Regions from separate parts of the Zea mays genome. Here region 1 is linked to region 2. Evidence: chromatin contacts called from public Hi-C data. All regions are on one chromosome and are shown on one strand. Each heading gives the region's core, a stretch centred on a gene start, on an enhancer-like site or on the middle of the called end of the contact. The rest is flanking DNA. Distances are from core to core; before and after follow the strand shown.

Region 1 (4,436 bases), core at 855-3,354, 570 kb before region 2:
AAAGCAACACATTCTAACAATCCCTTAAAAATGTTAATCATGGTTTCTTTTCTTAACAAACCGTGTTCGATACTACAAACCTAATAATGAACTGAGCACAATATTTTTTTTCAAACTCTGAATGTTTCATGGAACATCATATTTTAATAACCACAGTGTTCCATACTTCTTCTAGCTACTTGCTAAGCAAGAAGAAGCTATACAAGGATGTACTACCGTAGTCTTGAAAACAAAGAAGAGATGTTTCTGAAAGGAATGAAGCACCATTAACGTTTATTTAAATTAGAAGTGTACTCTCTCCTGGTTCATATTTATAAAGAAATTAAGATTCACTAAGCAATTTGATGAAACCAGCATGACAATAAATGACCCCAAGACCCTTACCTGATCCAAGAATCAACCGAAATTTATGGAACAATGGTAAGAGGTGTTTTCATAAAATCTGTTCCTGTTGCCTCCCTTCACCTCCTTTTTTTTGTTCTCTCTAGACATAAATATTCCAGATTTTCAATCGACCTTAGCAAACCAACACTAATTCTGTTCATTACGTAGACCCCTAACAACACAACGATCATAATTTACCCATGAAAGAACCGACAAACATGTAATGCTAATATCTAACCGAAATGTGACAGGGTTATATTATGGTTCTGAAACCTGATTCCTGGAGGTATCTGTACACGGCAGCATTCAGCTCAGTTGCTGTGAGGGCCTGAGGCCCCTTTTTCTCCATTGGAAACCACACTGAAAGAACCAACCCTTTCTTGGAGTCTAGCAGGTAGTAACAAATATGTCACTGAAGATTTGGCAGCTGCAATAGTAAGATAATAATGGTATCTTACCCAAACTTTCCGGCAACAAAAAAAGTTCTTGACAATTCTTGTAAAATAATAAAAAACTTAAAATTGGCTGTATCTGAGTTCTATGCTGGAAATTCCATGAAGCCGGAAACATCAGAGTTCAGAGGTGCCAATTTTTTGCATAGTGAATAATCAGCATTGCCAAAATTCGGTAACAGACATACTTGACAACGACCAAGAATTGACCAGACCTTTATCTAACAGTAAAACGAAATTTTGATGCAAGCAGCTACCTGGTGAACCTGGCCAACACTATGAATTTACCTAATAAGCAATAACTAAGGAATGTTGCAATAACAACCAACAGCACTGACCTCGGAGAGTTCAGTCCAATTAATGTCAAAACTTCCATCTTGACTGAGCAAGCCGAAAGTGGAAGAACTATTTATGTTTCATAGTCGAGGCTTAACACGAACTCAAAAGATCCGAATCCTAACCAAAGTGAGGAGTTGACTAAGAAGGATAAAAAAATCAACATAATCCATTGACCATTGTGCTTATTTACGAATGAACTACGAGACATCCGCTTGGTGTTCAAAACTTCAAACCGAGCAGGGGAAACGAATGTTGACCAGATAAATGCCTTTTGGGAGAGGCGCGAAGAACTCACGCCTTTGTCTAGGATGGATTGACATTGGCACAAAGGGCTAACAAATACTGATCTATCTGAGGAAAAGAGAATCACATTTGTTGTCATCGAGCGATTCAACACTAAAAGCAAGAAAAGCCGAACCTTTTGTTTTTTTCAGAAATGAACCAAGAACCCACAATATATATCTATCCGGTCCGTGGAGTCCAAACAACATTGACCAAGAAAGAATGCCCAAATAAACAGTGCGAGAACCCTAGCGCTCCGCCATTGGGATTTGGGAGACCAAGAACAAAATGCCTGCCATACTCCGCGAGCCAATTCGATGAAACCCCAAAGCAAGGAAGTGAGGAACAAGAACGCTGGAGTCACCATCCAAGAAATGAAGAACCAAGAAACACAAAATTTCTGCACGGGCGGAGCGGGGCTTGAGGCCAAACCTGAGACGCTCTGGAGGCAGCGGTGCACGGTGGCGGGCGCAAAGGTAGTCGACGTGAGCGCCCGGCGGCTCAGGAGATCGTACGACGGCGCGGCGGGGAGCAACAGGAAGAGAGGGGAAGCGGCGAAGGGGTTCGAGTTCTTGTCTTGCCGTTGCCGATTGCCGACGACGACGAGAAATCTTGACTGCGCGTCTGCGCGGGTTTGGGCTCTCGCCTCTCGGCCGGGAAAAGAAGGCCAGAAGAGCAGCTTCAGAGGAGAAAGGTTTTATAAGTACTGCGCAGTGGGACCAGATCGATTGGATGTGGGCCTGGGTGGCGGGGAGTGCATGGAGCCGAGCGTATGGAACGGCCATGTTAAAGTTACAGTTACAGAGAGAGAAAATTATGAGTGATAAGAAATACCCCTTCCATAAAAAAGCAACAACAATTCTCCATTTTCAAAAGATCAAACGATTTAACCAAACTATATAAAAAAGTTACTAACATGAAAAAGTTTGAATAACTGAATATTACGTTTATAAATGTTTCTAATTTTTATTTCTATCGTTATTGAAAAAAAAATAACTTAAACTAAATATTCATGGTGTCCAATCACAACAACTATTGTGCAATCAGATCTTGATGTACAACATGCAAGCGAGACTCATAATCCGTTGTATCATGATTCAAACATATATATCACATTAATTTTATAAATATGAAATATCATATTAATTTATAAATGTGAAATGAGCACTCGAATTATAAATGTAATAATGCAAAATGAGCACTCGAACCTACGCTCCCTTCTCTAAACATTTGAGGGTAACCACGCAATCACGCATACCTTAATGTTTATAAATAATCAATACTTATATTTGAATAAATATCTCAATACTTATTTATCTATACTAGTCAATTAAGAATCTAAGGTGGACACCTGGTGCTACCGTTTCACCCTCCACGCTGACACTCTGTGCCCACTCCACGCGCCCCGATTGTTTCTCCCGTCCCTCTCTCAACTACTACCCTGTGGACACGCTGGCACTCTAGGCCCATCCCACACTCTCTAACTGGTTCTCCCGCCCTTCTCTTAGCTATTGCCCTATGGATCCCAACGCCCATATAGCCATCTACTGCGCCTGCTCAGCACCCGACCCCACCCACGCAGCTACCACACCACACAAAAAAGTGCAGAGCGAGCACTCAAACCCACACCCTAGATCCGGAAATTTGGGGCTAACCATTAAACCACACGTACCTTAGTGTTTAGAAATAAACAATAATTATATTTGAATAAATATCTTAATACCTATTTATATGATATATAAAAATCGTTGGCTAGTTTAACACTTAAATTCTTTCACCATGGGCTTGCGTAGATTTATAATAAAACCCCTAACAAACCATAATTATATGTACGGTTAGATTATGATCCAATGGATCTGAATGCTCGCTTGCACGTTTACACATGAGACCTAATTGTATACTAGGTATATGCCTATGGGTTGCAACGGAAGACACTTGTATGCATATGTCATTGTTTAATGATGCTATCAAAAATCAACTCAACAATCATAACAAATGTCAAAGTCTGCCATTTCGAACAACCAAAATTTGGCTTAATGTTACTATTAATCGAAATAGACAAATCCTAAGCTGATAATACAAGATCGAAATAAAGAAAGATTCCTATTGAGAACATTTATTGTTTAGAGAAAAGATTCCTATTGAAGGAGCATCACCCCTTTATTATCTAGTATCATACAACATTCAGAACACATATGATATACAAATACAGACATAGCAAAAACATACTCTATCCATACCAATTATATAGCGAGACACCATAATGCATCTCTCCTGCACATCACAAATGGCAATGATCGTCTGGCTCAGAATGACTAAGACGTGAAGACATGCGCCGACGCCGGCGTCCATGCACGCGTGTCATGGCCTACACCACAATCTCCAGTGTCCACCGGTGCATCTCCACGAGTTCAGAGGAATGACCAAAAATAGTAGTTTGCCCACTCTTGAAAGATCTCAAAGCATATTCCCTTTCATGCAAAAAAACAGTAGCGATTACATTGGTAAAAGAAAGAGCATTGTTGAAAACATCTTAGTTTATAACAAACAACCACAAACTTAAAAAAAATCAATTGTTCAGTTTATAGACTATAGCGTTCTACCCCCCGGACTTGTGGATTTGGTCTAATCCTATGTCACCACAATTAGGATGTCAAACAATATAGTAAGTAGGTTTGTTGGCTATTTTATTGTGAATCGGGGTCTAATTATTTTTTGTAAACATGATGCAGTTAGTTAAAGAATTTAGAAGAGAATCAGAACCAACTAACTAACAAATATATATGCCTCCACAACTCCATCAAGAACTAAATGTTTAGCTAAGTTTGAAACGAGAGGAATCTAGAAATCGCTTCATTTATTATGTGCCGGTATGTAGGACGACTCGGGATATTCAGTCAGCTTAGTGATGAAAACTTTGCATTGTGTCTAAAATGTGATACATGACAGTAAACTGTCAGACACCATTCTTATTAACCT
Region 2 (4,210 bases), core at 333-2,832:
AAGCCTTTTAGTCCCAAGCAAGTAGGGGTAAGCAAGAGTTAAACCCCAACAAAACCCACAAGTCAAGGTTTGGGCACATGGATAGCCATTTTCCCCGCACTCCTATTCAAGGCTAAATCTTTGGGTACATTCCATTCTTTCCCATGTCAACTTTGGGTATATTGTTTTGGTACATTCAAACATTGGTAAAAATAATATAAATCATGTAAAAATCAAACTAGTAGCCAGCTTAACTCCAACTTTAAACACAATAAAGAGCAAAAATGGGAGATCACAGTTAGAATATACTCTTGTTTCAATAACAATTTACAACCATGAAATGGTACTGAGCTATAGAGGGAACATACTTGAAATCAAATTTTTATTTAGAACTAAAGGATTTGTTTATGTTATGCTACATTCATAAATCATAAATAAATTAGCATATGTGTCATAGAAGGCATTCGATTCAAAACTCGGTGAGTGATTGGCTGCTGCCTAGTGCCTCATCTCCACTTAGGTGGCTAACTAGCATGAAAGGAAGTTGTAGCAAGAAAAAAGTATAGGAGCACGCTCAAAAAGGTCAGTAGGGGAGGCCAAGCAACACCTAAGTGGCAGCCTCTCAAACACTGATTAGCCTTCAATAGTCGTAATATCAGCACCTCAACAACTCAGACAAACAGGTATCAGGTATGATAGCATATCCACTCTTCAAGATCAGTTTGTTTAAATGAAAATCCACTCGACACGAGAATTTTTTCCACAAAAAATCATGAAGTCCCAATAACAATGCTAGTAGATGGATGTCTAATTGCCTAGTCAAACTAACTCAAAATCCACATGAACGAGAATCTAATCTAAGAACTAAAACATTCACCTAATATCTACTTCTAAAGGTTTGTTTGGTTCTGTCATCCAACTAATTTATCTGCATGCATCCTTAAAACAAAGGTATATGCTTGTACGATCTTCTCAGCTCCAATTTCATATCACTCTTAGCACTAACACAAAGGCAATTTTCCAAGTAACAGTCAGAACCAAACTCACCTCCACTCGAAGCCGATCCAGGTACGCACTGGATACCCAAGCGTCGACAAGCTGCGCTGCCTCCTGCCCCTCAACCACCTGCATCACACCGCATCAGCTAAACAATATCCTGCTCGTGCCTTGGGAAGTTGGGGCCACAGCCCTGATAGGAGGAAGAGAAGCAGAAGAGCGATGAGCTCACCACGATGAGGTCCTTGAGGTCGCTGGCCTCAAGGAGGTCCAGCGCGTAAGAGAGTACGGGGCGATTGGCGACCGGGAGCAACGCCTTGGGAACGTCCTGCGCAGCGACGAGGAGGAAGCTTAGGTACAGGACTACATGTTAAGACGCGGGACAAGCAAGGGGTGAGGTGAGATTTGGGGGGGGGGGGGGGGGGGGGGTACCACCTTGGAAACGAGGGGCGAGAGTTTCTCGGAGGTGCCTCCGGCGAGGACGACGACCTGGAAGTCCATCTCCGGAGAGGATGAGGCGAAGTCACGCGCGGTGGCGGCCTGGCAGGCGGCGGGGAGCGTCTCAAGCGTCGGCCGTGGCGTGGCAGCGCCGATGCCCGATGGGGACTTGGGGAGTACCGGACTGGGAGAGGGGGGGACTCTGCAGGCTTTAGGGCTCCAATTGCCAAACTGGGCCTTTTCCTTACCGTCGGACCGGGCTTTCCTACGATGCAACGAACTTGGCCATTGGCGCCATTGGGGCTACGTTGTAAGGCCCTGTTTGTTAGAGGGATTAATCTTTAATTCTTGGTTTTTAGTTTCGTTTAGTCTCTATTTTATCAAACGAAAGGACTAAAATAGAGACTAACTGATTTTAGTCTCTAGTCCGTCACATAGATGCTAAAAGGGACTAAATGGAAACATTTACTCCAATTGCTTTTGCCTAAAAAATGGTGTGAAACAAGAAAAGATGTATTTTGGTTTCTATGTGTTGTATTTAATGTATTTAGAATTTATTTAGTCCCTACAACCAAACAGAGTAGGTACTAAAGTTTAGTCTCTGGATTAAACTTTAGTCCTAAGACTAATGGAACCAAACGGGACCTAAACCTGCCTCCAATCTTATATTTATCCCCTTTCATATTCTTTATTTTAAACTTCACTCTACAAATAGATTATTTGCTAAGTTTGTATATATGTACTAGGTATGTGTCAATGTGTTTCTATATAAGTTAAAAATAGTATAAAACATAAATACGGAACGATAAACTGATATAAAGTCTGTATAGCAAAATATATCAGTCTTTACTTGAAAGCACTCCTTTCCTCTATGGATTAGTAATGAGAAAGCATGTAGTCGTGCTGGCTGCAATTAAGAGTGAATGCGAAGTTAGGTGTGTTGTACGGATTGATGTGTATTCTAATTTGTAAGTGTGGAGGTGTGGCAGCGGCGGATGAAGTTCTTGATGCCATGTCCATGAGGGATGTGTTTGCTTGGAACTCCATGATCTGCGGTCTTGCTACCCATGGATTGGGGCATGTCGCAGTCCAGCTCTTTGAGAAGTTTGTCAATGAGGGGTTCTGCCTGACAAGCATCACATTTGTGAGGTGCTGAATGCCAGCGCCGTACTAGCCTTGTTGATGAAGGGCGACGATATTTCAAGCTGATGGCAGAGAAATATGGCATTGAGTCAGAGATGGAGAATTACGGATGCAAGGTTGATCTTCTAAGTCATGCTGGTCTTGTTCAGGTTGCTGTTGAATTGATCGAAGGGATGAGCACCCCACCTGACCTAGTTTTCTGGGGTACAATACTGTCAGCTTGCAAGAGACATGGCCTTGTAGACTTGAGTGTTACTGTTGGTAATAAGCTAATTGAATTGGATCCAACTCATGATGGATACTATGTTCTCCTTGTAGTATCATCATTGCAAAGATACAAAAATCATGAAAAGGATTAAATAGCATAATAGAAATATCTAAGATTAGAGCCAAAACTTTATCCATTCGTTTTGTCCAGTTCCCTCTAACTACTATATGATAATGTTGAATTTTTTGGTTTTGTTTTTTATTTTTCAAACTAAATTATATGCCACATATATTTATATAACATATTGTCACACCCATTTCCGAGGGCAGAGCCGGGTGCATAGCATATGTGTGCCAGGATCTATTTCCACACATATGTTGACGTCACAAGTGTAATATATCAAAATAACAATGCATAAGAGCGTAAATAACGATTATATTAACATATTACACTTCAAACAGACATAATGTCTTAACCTTTATTCATCAAAGTACAACGAACATGGACATCCATCCACAGGAAGATGAGCGGGGGTATCACTAGACTAGCATCCATGGAGTTCAGCATCATATCTTCATCTACAACTTCTGATCAAAATTAAGCAAGGGTGAGCTCACTTATGGTCGGGGCTTAGCAAGTGGGGGAAAACTAATGCAAGGTAACAAGGTGAGACTGAGGTTGAGCAGTAAGCATTTTAGTTGGTCAACATTTTATTAACAACACCTATCTTAATAATAAGTGTGAATCCCAAGTATTCCCATTAAGCAAAGGTATAAGAGTATATCAAAAACACTTAAGTGAAACCACTTAAGCAAAACCATTGGCAGATCATAGGATCTCGATTTATTTCCATCTTCAAGTTCAATTATCATGTGAGGAGTCCAGGCTGCTCATAACCATGAGCACGGCTGATATATCAGTTTTACACTCTGCAGAGGTGGCGCATCTTTACCCATGAGTCGCGATTCCCTTCTAGCGCGGGTTAGCTAGACTCGTATTCACTTCCGAGGTGAATGGCCAGTGTCTCACTACGAGGCTTCTCCCTAGAGTCCTCATTACGCAAATGCTGGAAATGGTCAAACTGCATAAGGCACACCTACCGTAACCAACTTATAGTCCAGACTACAGGGTAAAGCTTTGGGAACTATGCCCGTATCCAATCTGCCTGAGCCGAAACTATAAGCGCTTGCCAGATGCCCCTGTTCCGGTCGACCACGACCAGCACCCAACATAAGACTTCCCTAGTTATTTAGCCAAGACCAGAGTCATGATAGTTCTCATGGTAGCACTGTTTTCCCGGGTGGTCACTCCATGTTCCAATTAATATGCAATAATCATGTTTAACCATCGGGTTAACAACAATAATGAAAACTTACCATTTTGGAACATTAATATCATAAGCGGAAGTAACTGCATAAAGTTAAGTTGTAGCAATATCATAGCTAC

What was found. A called contact is a pair of places that touch in the nucleus more often than the background predicts.
Region 1: a Hi-C map of ear shows a contact between it and region 2, with 4 times the contacts expected there. The contact joins the promoter of LOC100382641 here to the promoter of LOC100194375 in region 2. A contact is called at or near these places in 5 of 25 Hi-C or Micro-C datasets (bundle sheath, ear, endosperm and 2 more).

Annotation. Positions count from the first base shown.
Region 1 is chr1:262,289,096-262,293,531 of Zm-B73-REFERENCE-NAM-5.0, reverse strand. It overlaps LOC100382641, which reads right to left and starts at 2,104. Exons shown (of 4, transcript NM_001175365.1): 1 at 1,890-2,104; 2 at 658-811. The coding sequence starts at 733.
Region 2 is chr1:261,718,123-261,722,332 of Zm-B73-REFERENCE-NAM-5.0, reverse strand. It overlaps LOC100194375, which reads right to left and starts at 1,582. Exons shown (of 13, transcript NM_001139410.1): 1 at 1,411-1,582; 2 at 1,208-1,303; 3 at 1,027-1,104. The coding sequence starts at 1,476.